2 separate regions of the Zea mays genome follow, and region 1 is linked to region 2. The links are chromatin contacts, called in public Hi-C maps. All regions are on one chromosome and are shown on one strand. The core of a region is the stretch at or near the end of the contact, and the rest is flanking DNA. Distances in the headings are between cores, read along the strand shown.

The links. A called contact is a pair of places that touch in the nucleus more often than the background predicts.
Region 1: a contact with region 2 is called in a Hi-C map of leaf, with 4 times the contacts expected there. The contact joins the promoter of LOC100277833 here to the enhancer-like site in region 2. A contact is called at or near these places in 3 of 25 Hi-C or Micro-C datasets (ear and leaf).

What each region holds. Positions count from the first base shown.
Region 1 is chr1:164,511,602-164,518,008 of Zm-B73-REFERENCE-NAM-5.0, forward strand. It overlaps LOC100277833 (putative polyamine transporter), which reads left to right and starts at 1,835. Exons shown (of 2, transcript NM_001151298.2): 1 at 1,835-2,883; 2 at 2,986-3,803. The coding sequence starts at 1,919. The coding sequence ends at 3,514.
Region 2 is chr1:164,005,592-164,012,907 of Zm-B73-REFERENCE-NAM-5.0, forward strand. It overlaps LOC103640480 (achilleol B synthase), which reads left to right. Exons shown (of 18, transcript XM_008663047.3): 7 at 4,003-4,191. Among protein-coding and RNA genes, the nearest start is that of LOC103640480, 26 kb to the left of the region's middle. Within about 2 kb of position 2,965, at least 16 of the 20 cell types and tissues checked have an H3K27ac peak or open chromatin away from gene starts, as enhancers often do. A contact at or near this core is called in ear and leaf, where this site is marked.

The DNA of each region.
Region 1 (6,407 bases), core at 585-3,084, 500 kb after region 2:
TTGTTTATTTGAATCGAACCTCTACCTCACCGTCGAGCATACCCTCCGCTACCACCGCCTATGGCATGCTTGGTATCTAGTTTGTTGTTTTGTTGTCCATATATTACAACCAACTGAGTGTAAATTGCTTGTTTGAGACCATAAACGAATTCAAATAAAAAATTTGTCAACTACAAAGTTGAATAACTTTTAAAGTTCTACAACTTTCATTTTGACACTTTTTCATCCGAAGTCGTTTGTAAAATTTGAATTTTAAATTTGACAAATTTATTAGATGCAATTTTTGAGAACCGAAATGAGTTCAAATAAAAAAGTTGTCAACTATAAAATTTCATAACTTTTAGAGATCACAACTTTTATCTTAGTGGTTTTATCATACAAGGTCGTTTGAAAAAGTCAAAAAATTAAGGATAAAATGATTTCTAGTGTCGGTTCCTTAAGAAAACTGTCACTAGAAAACGATTTCTACAGACGTTTTTCTTAAGGAACCGCCTGTAGAAATACGATTTCTAGTGGCGGTTTTTATAAAGAACCACCACTAAAAATAGCACAGGCGGTTGATAACCGAATCCGCCTGTAAAAATATATCGCCCTGCAGGCTTTGAGCCTTTTTCTACTAGTGGGTGTTTAGTGTAGAGAAATTTTGGGATGTGTTATTGACGGAGTAGTTTTCTCGGGTGGAGTTTTTCTCAGGTGCACATGAATGGGACAAAGTGTGTATGAAAGACTTGTGTTTGTTTGTGAGAATAGTCTATCGTCTTGGAGCTAGAGGGTTGCTAGGACTAGGAGTAACTACCACTAGCCTATGAGTGGCTAGGAACAATCTATAATCCTAGAGGACCGCTAGGAGTAAGTATCGCTAGAGTAACTAATGTCAGCCCATGAGTGGCTAGGGTCTTACGAATGGTATTAGAGCTGACCCTCGCTATTTCGCGGGCGTGTGTGGGCTAGGGGTTGGGTGACCACATGGCATGGTATGTAATGACCTAATGCTTAATAGGATTGATAGAATACTCATACCAATTGTCGAAGTGTTAGAGTGGACACACTAACCAATTCAAACAAAAAGTTTAAGCTATTAGAAGGTAGACAATCCACTTTTACTTGCAGCCAAAGAGAAAGACACAAATATAAAAATAAAAGGACAGATGCATAAATAAAGTCTCAGCCAAGATTTGAACTCGCTCTCGTACCATGTTAAGTTGCATGCAATGACATGTTTAACCCAAAAGATTAAGCTATTAGGAGAATATAGAAAATCCACTTATATTATATTCTAACACCCCCACACATCGAGCTTTTCTTGAGTCTCAGACGTGAAATACAAGCGAGCAAGAATTATTTTATTTTATTTACGCTAATAAAAAAGAATCTCTACGTTAATTGTGCGTGTCTAAGAGAAAATTTGGGATATGCGACCGCTCAAGAAGTTTTTTCTAAGCGTACACAAGTGAGGATAAAGTCCTAGCAAAGATCGGTGTTAGAAGCATACGCAATAAGAAGAGGATGAGTGATACGAAAATAAAAATAAAAATGACGTATAGAAGCATACATGGCAGTAAATCTATACATTAAGTAAATATAAGAAGAGAATGTGAGATTTAAATAAAAAATGAAATTATAGATAAATAAAAGACTATTATCATATAGCTTGCATCTTATAACTTGTCTGGCTCCGACCTCAACGGTGCCGTGCCGCCTGCTGCAGCTGCATCACAGAATCCTCCCGGTCGCCGGGATCAGATGTCTCCGGCCCCACCTGTCATCTACCAAACAAACTCCCATAATATCTCTCCCAGTTCAGTCCCGTATCCCCCAGTCCCCACCAGGCAATCAAGAACACCACCTACCGCTGACTTGTCAATTCCTGTCTGTGCGCGCGCGCGCGCGTGGCGCCGGCCGAGCGGCCGTTGACCCGATGACCGGCGCGGCGGCCGTCGATCCCCCGGCGCCTCGGCCGCGGCGGCTGACGGTCCTCCCGCTCATCGCGCTCATCTTCTACGACGTCTCGGGAGGCCCCTTCGGCATCGAGGACTCGGTCCGCACGGGCGGCGGCGCGCTGCTCCCGATCCTCGGCTTCATCGTCCTCCCAGTCCTCTGGTCGCTCCCGGAGGCGCTGGTCACGGCCGAGCTCGCATCGGCTTTCCCCACCAACGCCGGGTACGTGGCCTGGGTGTCCGCCGCCTTCGGCCCCGCCGTGGCGTTCCTCGTCGGGTTCTCCAAGTGGGCGTCGGGGACGCTCGACAACGCGCTCTACCCGGTGCTGTTCCTCGACTACCTCCGCTCCGGCGGCGGGCTGGCGCTGCCGCCGCCGGCCCGCTCGCTGGCGGTCCTCGCGCTCACGGCCGCGCTCACCTACCTCAACTACCGGGGGCTCCACATCGTCGGCCTCTCGGCGCTGGCGCTCACCGCGTTCTCGCTCTCCCCGTTCCTCGCGCTCACCGTGCTCGCGGCCCCCAAGATCCGCCCGTCCCGCTGGCTCGCCATCGACGCCCGCGCCGTCGACCTCAGGGGCTACTTCAACTCCATGTTCTGGAACCTCAACTTCTGGGACAAGGCCAGCACGCTCGCCGGCGAGGTCGAGGACCCCAGGAAGACGTTCCCCAAGGCGGTGTTCGGCGCCGTCGGGCTCGTCGTCGGCGCGTACCTCATTCCGCTGCTGGCTGGTACCGGTGCGCTGCCGTCGGAGACGGCGGCCGAGTGGACCGACGGCTTCTTCTCCGAGGTCGGGCAGCGGATCGGCGGGCCGTGGCTGCGCGTGTGGATCCAGGCCGCCGCCGCCATGTCCAACATGGGGCTCTTCGAGGCCGAGATGAGCAGCGACTCCTTCCAGCTTCTCGGCATGGCCGAGATGGGCATGATCCCTGCCATCTTCGCTCGCAGGTGAAGTCTGCGGCTCCGACCTGAAAGAATCAGTGTGCAGAGGCAGCTTTCAATCGAACGAAAAACTGAATCTTTTTTGTGAACTGGTGCTGATGAACGCAGGTCCAAGTACGGGACGCCGACGTTCAGCATCCTGTGCTCGGCGACCGGGGTTGTGATCCTGTCCTTCATGAGCTTCCAGGAGATCATCGAGTTCCTCAACTTCCTCTACGGGCTGGGCATGCTGGCCGTGTTCGCTGCCTTCGTGAAGCTGCGCGTGAAGAACCCGGACCTGGCGCGGCCGTACCGGGTCCCCGTCGGCACCGCGGGGGCCGCCGCCATGTGCGCCCCGCCCGCCGTGCTCATCGCCACCGTCATGTGCCTAGCGTCGGCCAGGACCGTCCTCATCAACGCCGCCGTGGTCGTCGCCGGCGTCGCGCTGTACTACGTCGTGGAGCAGGCCAAGAGGCGCCCGTGGGCCGAGTTCTTGGCGCCCGTGCCGCCCGCTGACAGCTCCCACGGACCAGCCACGGCGCCTGATGACGCCGACGCCGCCGACCTCGAGGATGTCCGCGCCGGGCTGCTCGCGGGCGAGCCGGCCGACGAAGAAGGCAGCAAGGTCGAGTACTCAAGACTGGAGATTCGTGCATGAACCCGTTTGCCGTTCTGTGTACAGTAATTCCAGCGAATACATGGCGAATCATTGTGTGAAATTCAGAGGAGGAGGTCAGGTGATCGATCGCGCTCACAAGAAGATTCAGAACTGCAAACCGACTACTAGATAAGTCTGAACCATGAATCGGAGAAGTGAGAACAGATCTCAAATTGTAGAAGCTGTTTTTGTTTTGACCTTTTAAGTGTAGTGTGATGCCAGGCGAGGTGGTGCCGGTTTGAGAAGAAGCTGTATTTTTCCAGCAAGGGGGTCAGATAGGTTGTACTGTACTTGCATTGAGTCAACTTGATAATTCAGTAAAGTAACCAGCATAGAAAATCTGTGTCGTAACTACGCAGAAATGTGATCGTTTGATTAGGCGGATAGTTCGTCTGATAACAGAGTGTCGTTTGACTTGGTATGGCTGTTTCCTGCCAGTGCCAGATTATCTCAACTTGAATACTTCCGAGGTGTTCTTCTGAAGCTTGAGCGATGGGCAGTTGAATCTGAGATTATCCCAACTGCCCATTGCCCCATTCCATGGATTGGAGAATGGTTTGGTACGGAAATTAAAAAACAAAAGCAAAGGCACGTGACTGAACCAATCTTTTTCCATTACTGAACCATCCGGTTCCTTCAATTGGCCATGTCACAGTCACCTCCTTTATAAAACATACCACGTGACTGAACCAGCAATTTTCATCACAAGGAGCAGCATCGCTGATGCGAAGAAGGGAGCGGACTGGTTTCACACTCGACGAACCGAGGCCGAATTGTGGTGCAAGTGGATGCATGTCACATACTAGTCTGTTTGTTTGCAAAGGGTAATTAACAAAGTTCACATTACATACATAAAGTGTGGTTCACGATTAATTAGTGGTGGTGGTGTGTGTTGTTGTTGGTGGGGTGGGAGAAGGAAGGGGTCATGACTCCACACTCCACATCCATCACTAAGGCCCTGTTTGGAAGTGTAGTATTTTTGCAGTTTTGAAACAATACTATGGTATTTGATGATACTATAGTATTATAACTCAAAAGGTGTTTGGTTTGTGCAGACAAAACATAGTTTTAAATACCATGGTTTATCTAAAACCGTGGTATTTTTGGAGTTTTCGAAACTCCACTCCGGACTTCAGTTTTCTTCTCTTCTCTCTGCATATACTTTGTTTTTCCAATGGAACCAAACATATCTCGGTTTTGAGCAATACTGTGGTTTTACTGTGGTAAAGTAATACCATAGTATTTGTGTCATGTATAATTGTAAACTGTGGTATCTTAAAATTACAGTATTTCAAAACCGCATTTCCAAACAGGCCCTAAGCTTTTTTCTATTTAGAGCATGTTTGGATACACCAAACTACACTTCAATTCATATTTTGATGCTAAACAGGAGGCCTAGGCATGAACCAATCGTGGTCTAACAAAAACTAATTGCTGACTACAACTTATTAGAAAAAATAGAATAAAAATATTTAATCTAATATTTAGCATAATCCAACAATGGACTAAACTTTAATATGATCATCTAAGCATGCCCTTAATTACTCATACTCGCTTCTAGATCTAACTTTTTTTAACAGGCCAACTAGCAAATTGAATAAAGCAGTGGTTTATTTACCACTCCCTCCATTGAATTATTTCTAGTTTTTTTTGAAGGCATAGTTTTTATTGTATATCTGAATATAGTTTATTTTAAGATATAATTTATATACCTATAAAATCAAAGCAACTCATAATTTCAAATTAAAGGAGTACTACCATGTATCAAAAAATAAAAAAAATATAGATTTTGAATTGGGTCAGGTTTCCTGTTAATATTTATGACTCCAATAGTAAATACTTCATCTAGTCTAAATTATACTCCCTCCATTCTAAAATACTAGTCGTTTTAGCTCTAGATTTTTATATGTATATTTATATAGATGATTATAAACCTAGTCATATTTATACAATATATACATTAATTATTGTATAAATCTAGTAAAACGATAAAACAAATTCAATTTAGGACGGAGGGAGTAAGATGTTTCGATTTTTTAGATACGCTGCTTTTATCATATCTTTAGATATCTAGTCTATATCTAAATACATATAAAATATACCTACGTAGAGAACCAAAATGTCATATAATTTAGAAAAAAGAGTATGTTACAAAATCTATTCTATTTTTTTATAAAAATAAAGTTTAACTTGATACCTACCTAAGTTATGTACTAAATCCAAATTTAATTTTAAGATAATTATTTAAAGTACTTTTGTACTGTTTGAATCCTCACAAAATAAGAGGTGTACTAGTTCATGAAAGCTCAAACAGTGTTAGAGCATATACAAGAGACTAGCTAAATGATTCGCCAAGCCAAATTTTAGCTATTTAACAACAAAATAACTCTCCAACATACTAGCTATCTGACTCGCCAAGCTATTCGACTCTCTAAATTGACTCTCTCACTAGCCAAATTTAGCTAGCCACCTAACTAGCCAAACTAGATAGATAATCTGTTGGAATGGAGATGCTATATAGAGTATAATCTTTATGAAAAGGTAAATAGAGAGTCAAATAGAGAGCCAAAAATAAATAGTCTCTTGGAGATGCTCTTAGGTCATCGTTCTTTTTCCTTGTGACACTCGGTAACTGTTCTAGTAAAAAGCAATGTTGTAGTGACTTTGTCGATTGCGTGTACAACCAACTACCACTACCGGAATTCGGCTCTTTGCCGAGTGCCACACTCGATAAAGTTCCACTCTCGATAACGACTGCGTTTACCAAGAGCAGGACTCTCGGCACAGGAAGACACTCGGCGAAAGTCGGTCTAAGCAAAGGGCTGTTAGCAGCCGTCTATAGATGACGGTCGTTACCTTTACCGGGCGTTGGGCTTTAGCACTCGGCAAATAA
Region 2 (7,316 bases), core at 1,715-4,214:
ATGATCCAAACCCATCCCTCCATCTAGATATCTATGGTTCAGATTTTAAGCACTACTGCCCGACCCACGACGCTTCGATCGTGGATCAATGGTATGGATCAAAGGATCCAACAGGTATCTAGATAAACGACTGGTTTGCCTTCTTCCACCTCGGTTACGGTTATGAACCAGTCGGCGGCGGTTATGAACCAGTCGGCGGCGCCATGGCTAGTGCCAACCGGAGTCCGCCCGGATGCACTGTCCCGACCCAACGACTTTGCTAAACATTGTGGAGAACACGACAAATTAGTTTAGGGCTGCTTGCGTCGAGCCGCAAGTACTACGTGATGAGTTTCCTTCTACGGCGACGAAACGCTCACCCCCAGGCCTAAATAGCAGAGATCCTCCTTCCCTCGGCACGACCATGGGCACCAACCCCACGCAGACCATCGACGTACACGATAACGGTCGGCGGCGGACGTGATCCTCTTCTCTGCTTCGACGGTGACCTTCTCTGTTTCCCTCACCGACGGTGGCTAATCTCCAGGTAGTTCATGGTGACACGTGAGCATGTGAGCAGCTCCGACTCCGACCAACGTGGAGTTCAGTTGCAACGCCACGGAGAGTTTGTCACCGTGGGCCCACATGGTGGCGGCAGAAGGGAGGCTGGCATGTGTGGAGGTTGACTGACGGTTGGGTCCCGTATGGCGGGAACACAACACGGGTCTGAGCTACGGTCCGAGCGGCGACGTACGGAAATGGGCCGGCAATTTGGCTTTGCAGGGTGGCTGGGCCGCGCACAAATGGGCTTCGGGCTGGGTTAGCAGTGGCAGTTGAAATAGGCCGAGCAGAGTTTCAGCCCAAGTGCCTGGAGTTCTATTTTCTACTTCTCTTTTTTTATTTATTAGAAAGTTGTCTAAAACTTAAGTACAATTTGAATACCAACTGCCATTTTGAATGCAACATAGCAAAAATAAATTATCCATCACGATGCATAAATTTTAAATTTATATTTATAATCCTTCATTTAATTGACTACTCAACTTATGGGTTATATGTCACATAGATAAAGGAGCACTCATAAAAAAAATAATCACATGCTTTATTTATTCTAAAATATGGGTCTTTTAAATCCTACCCCCTTAAAAAATCTTGTCCACGAGATTAAGATGAACTAGGGAATAGGTGGAGGAACTCTGCTAGCAATTCATCTTCTCATTCCCAGGTAGCTTCATCTTCTACGTGATGACTCCACTGCACCTTGCACATCTTGATCACTTTATTTCTTGTGACCCGAGTTAGGGTATCAATGATCTTGATATGATAACCTATATAGGTCAGATCACCCTGCACACTGAGTTCTTTCATAGGCAACTGTTCCTTTGGGACTCGGAGATACTTCTTCAACTTGGATACATGAAACACATCATTCACATCTTTCATGTGGTTGGGTAGCTCTAGCTGTTAGGCCACTTTCCCAACTCGCTTTAGGATTTTGAAGGATCAAATAAAGCGAGGGGACAACTTTCCTGTGACTTTAAATCTTCGCATACCCCTGATTGGTGACACTTTTCGGTATACGCTATCACCTTTCTCAAACTCCAATTATCTTCTTCGGGTGTCAGCATAAATTTTCTGCCTTGACTGTGTTGTCCTCATGTTCTCCCTAATTATTCGAACCCGGTCCTCTGCTTCTTGGATGATTTCTGACCCAAAGAACTGTCTTTCACTAGTCTGATCCCAATACAATGGGGTTCTACATTTCTCTCGTACAACGCCTCAAACGAGGACATCTTTAAACTGGCTTGATAACTATTATTATAGGAAAACCCCGCATAGGGTAAACTCTTGTCCCAGCTGCCAGCATGATTAAGAGCACAAGCTCTCAACATATCTTCCAACACCTGATTAGTCCTTTTGGTTTGACCATCTGTTTGGGGATGGTAGGCTGAGCTAAAGTTTAGCTTTGTGTCCATACTCTCGAGTATCTTCTGCTAGAACCGGGAGGTGAACTAGGATCCTCTATCTAAGACAATCTTCTTTGGATCGCCATGCAGATACACAATCCGTGACATATACAACTCTACCAATCAGGCTCCCGAATAAGTAGTCTTCACTTGAATAAAGTGGGCTACTTTGGTTAGCCTATCCACAATTACCCAAATTTTCAGCTACCCTAATTTTTGGGGTTTGGGTTCAGGACCAGGTAACCCGTTCTGCCCAATTTTAAACTACCAGCTTATCTGCTACTTTGCTTCACTATAGTTAGCTTGCATTCTTGCAGCAAACAATATACAATCACACACATCACTGATCATGACTCACGCACATCACTGACATCATTGAACATCTCACACACCACACTTCACTGATCTTTCACAGTTCAGACACACACGGTACTACGGTCTTACCGGTTACTAGTGCCTGGCAACACACGACAACAACAATATATGCATGTGCAGCACACAGCAATAGCAAGGTAGCACTGCAGTAGACGAATAATAGGAGCATCAACAACCAGGCATCAGCAAAGCAGCCGAGCAGGAGTGAGGGAAGAGAGGACTGGAGCCTAGAGGAGGCAGCACCGCACGGTCTACACTGCGATGGCCGGTGGCGTACTAGGACTGGAGGCAGAGGAGGCACCCAGTGGCCAGTACGTCAGACGGCTGGAGGCGAGGAGGAGACCAGACACTGGAGGCCGGACCGCCGGAGGGTCGCTACATGCCTACATCGGCCGCCAGAGACCAGAGGCGAGGAGCTCGGAGATTGAAGGCGAGGAGGCCGGCCTGGAGTCGAACGATGGCACTTGGTTTGGTGGTCGACGGCCGGCGGATACTGGCTAGGGTTCTGGGTTCATGTTCATGGCTAGGGTTCTGGGTTCATGTTCATGGCAATGGGGTTCATGTTCATGGCGGATACTGGCTAGGGTTCTGGGTTCATGTTCAAGGTAGCACACAGCTATCTCACTCCGACGGCCCGACGAGCGCTGGACCTGGCTTGGTCGTGGGCCTGTGGGCTGCGGCATACTGGGCTGTGGCGCTGTGTGCTGGTGGAGGTCTGCCAGTAAAAAAAAATTCAGGCCCAACATTTGGGTAGTTTGTATACAATAGAGTGATACCCGATTAGGCCCAAATTAAAATCAGATATTTTGTTAACCATAGGAATTATTCGAGTACCAGGCTTCGGATTAAACATGTATGGTCTCGGATATTTCAGGCTTCGGGATTTGGGCTTTGGTTTTATGCCTAGTGCTACTGCCACCGCCCCGTTGCCACCATGTTGCTACCCCTTGCCACCCTCGTCATCACCACTGGAGATGATATCGCTGACTCGCTGTGTCGCTCCACCGTCGGATAATATGTGGCCCAAATGCATGGTCTCTATTGGAAATTGGGATTTTTTTATGCCTTATGCAACACTATTTAGCGATGCAAACATCCTTTTGCCTCTCCTTTTTAGCTTATCCTGTTGGGGACTTGTTTGGTGTAAAAAAGATGTGGAAGGACTTGTTTAGTGTAAGAAAGATGTGGAAGGGTTAGAGGACAAAGTTATATGTACATCTCTAATCATTATCTCAAATTGTTCTTAAAAGTGACTCTAAATATTCAATTATCCCTTAAATTTTGAGGTCAAAATTTATTTGTTTATCATGAGTATAAATTCATATTTTATGAAAATGAATTTAATTTTTTGTGAAAGGAAAATACTAACATAGTGCTACCCATTAAATTAAAATTTTCCTTTGTTTAATTATTATACATCAAGTTTTGAGCTTAGAAATTTAGAGATAACTTCAAACCCTTTATTTATCAAAACTGTAGATTTGTGTTACCTTTATTAACATGGCAATGTCATAAGGTAATTAGGATGTATGGATGCATTCAATGTTTAATTACATGTGTTCTCTTACGTACTTATTCAGGACTTTAGCACTCATGCAGAAACAAAGCTTATAAGCGCCAAATAATGCCTAGAATTAAGAACATTAACCATGTACTAATTTCACTCTTGCCTTTTCATTAGGAGGATATGCGCAATAAACCTTCAGGAATATTCAAATTTATTTCAACATGTTTGAACATGTTTGTGGAGCCAGTGTTGAACTATTGGCCACTTAAAAAGTTAAGAGAGAGAGCTTTGAACCACATCCTAGAACATATCCACTATGAAGATGAGACTACTCAATATATTGGCATATGTTCAATTACGAAGGTATTGTCTACTGTCATCATTCTATCTTATTTTTTTGAAGTAATGCAACCAATCATATTTTTTTGTTATAAGACACAAAATGTGTCATCTGATCTATTTTATATGTATTAAATATTCTCACTAGCACAAAGTCACGATTCACAACTGTCTTGGAATTGGAACTTGATCATTGCAAAAAAGAACATGTGGTTTTAGTTTGATTTTGGTATCTAAGCATGGAAACCATTTGAAATCATCATAGATAAAAGACAGATCAACAAACAATAGAACTTTAGTGAATTTTGATATAATAGCAAGGCTTAAATAAGGCCAAACATAATACTGCTACAATCAACTTATTGTTTCAACATAAAAATAGAAATTAGGTGTACTATAGAAACCATAAATAATATATTGGATTTGAGACATACGAGATATCAAATATTTTATATCTAATGCATGTCTAGATAAAAAATAAGTGGCATTTTCTAAGAAACATAACACAAGAACAACAAACTTTGGAAACATATTGTGGCAATGGGTAACACCCTAGCGACTCCTCAAATCGTCTATGCATACTCCTGGTAGCCCTCTAGGACCATACACGATCCCCACATACCAACACAGGTCTATTCTTTGAACTTTATTATCACTCATGCACAACCAAGAAAATTTCCCCATCGGTCACTATCCCAAAATTGCTCTGATTCAAGCACGTTTAACCTAGAGGTTCTTTCAAGACAGACTTTCGAAAAAGAAGTTACACCTTGTTGGCATGAGTATTCTATCAATCTTATTAAGCCTTGGACCATGATAACACACAATCCACCTATGTCATGATACCACAATCCATCCCCTTAGAAGACCGACGTAAGCCAAGAACCTTCCCTCTTGGCCACATCTGTATGTCCAGCACATCATATGCCATGCCATGTGAATAATCTGGATCTACATGCGCCATATGCCCGAACCCCTAGCACACACACGCCCATGATGTCGTCTAGAGGGGGTGAAAAGGCAATTAAAACTTTTCAACCTAAATGAACTCAACTTACTTGACTTGATCGATTGTAGTGGAATAATGTCTTTGTGTACTTAGTACCTACACTTCACAAACTCAAATAACAATATGCAATAAGAATTGTTAGTAATGTAAGTATGCAAGAGGACAAGACACATGATTTTATCCTGTGGTTCAGTAAAGCCTCAAATGCTTCCCTAATATAGGTTGGAGTTATCCAATAGGATTAGAGTTTATTTGAACTCCTCCTCCCCTTTGCTCAAATTTATCACCACTTGTGATAATCTAAGATTTCACTACCAGTTTATTTTCTTTACCACTTGTGATAAACATGTGAGCTCATCGACGGATGCCTAAAGTGAATGGCCGTAGCCCGCACGCTTGCTCAAGGTCGCTTAGCTCTTCTAAGAACTTTCTCTAGCTCTTTCTAGTTCTTTACAGAATTCTCTTGCTCTAAGAACAAGCACCCTATTTTACACACCACTCTCTATCACTTGATTACATACTAATCACTTGATCTCATAAAGAGATGCACTAGATTGGGTTCTCCACTTGCTAATCACTTCTGAACACTTGCTTGTATGTGTTGGAGGCATGGACGAGTGATGTATGTTGCCCACAAGACAAACTAGTTGTTACCCAAATTATGCAGATACTAGGTGCACCAGACTTATGTCAGACTATTGTTCCTAGTGATCGTTCTGAAAAGTTATCAGCTGTTAGGATGCATCAGACCAGTCTGGTGAACCTCTAGATTGAGCCATGTCAGCGCCACATCAGCGTAACCGTTGAACTTTGAAACTAGCCATTAAACTATAAAGGTATAGTTTACCACTGGTGCTTGGTCCAATGTGCCATTAGTGTTTGACTTTGGTAGACCCAAAACTTCCTTCTCTACGCAATTGGTCTGGTATCCCATCGGTGCTATCCGAACTGGTCTATTGTGCCAAAACTATCAAAGCCCTAAGAAATACTTCTCTATGTTAACGGTCTGGTGCACCATCGAACCATGTGGTGCCTCGTTGTATGCCGAACTAAGTCTATATTGGTATTTTCTTCTCTGTTTGAGTTTGGCTCTTTTCTTGGGCACTTCTATGACTTAGATAAATGTTCCTTGAGTGTGTACATACCTTCTAAGTCATCTTATTGGCTTTCCTCCAACTCATTTTGCCTCTTCACATCATCCTTTTTGCTCTAGTTGGCAGTTGGAACCTCAAACTCCAAATCTGATCAATTCTCTTACTTTATTGAGTTCCAATATACTGCAATGGTCATCAAGAACTTATTCAAACACTATAATGGCCCTATATCTAATTCCTTCAAAATTCTCACTTTTGGCCGCTTCTATCAAAGTCTGCATAAGTGAGCCCTTCAAGGTTCTGTCTTTGAAACCTTATGCTTGGAATTGTGATCAGGCTTGATTTTTTTAGCTAGCATCCCTTAAGCCTTGTGACTTGAACCATTACAATACATATAAGTTAATCTGATGGCTTCAAATCATGTCTTCTAATGTTGTGGTCTCCAACACAACATAACTCTTCACAATCTGATCAAACCTTTGACTTGTAGCATAAACGTTTATTCTTCACCTTACTCATGGTCCTTTAGTCCCAAAACCTATGTTGCTTTTAACCTTCACCTGGGTAGGTCCTTCGAAGCCCTATCCTTTCCTTGCCCTAAATTTTTATCAAACTGCCTCCAATTCACATTATGTTGAAGACTGTTGGGGCGAAGGCGAAGACGCTACCCTTCGCTCGATACCTTCGCCAGTCTCGCTGCACCAACGGAGACAAGACGACTGGCAGACTCCACCCTTTGTCCAGCGCGCCGCAGGACGAAGGCCTATGGCGAGGTCGCCCCATCCTGCGGCCTCGTCCAACATGAAGGCCCACGTGCAATCCGGCCCATTGTAACAGGCCCCGCATGGCCGCTGCGCATTACAGGCCTAATTTGTAAAGGCTTCTCTGTAATTACAGTCTGTAACCCTGCTTTATGGGAATATTCCGGGGATAACCTGGGCGCCTGAGGGCACATGCGTCCTTAACCCAAGACGCTGGGCACTCAGGCACCTACAAATACCCCCGCACAGTGCCCTTGAGAGGCTAGATTAACAGAGCAATTGCAT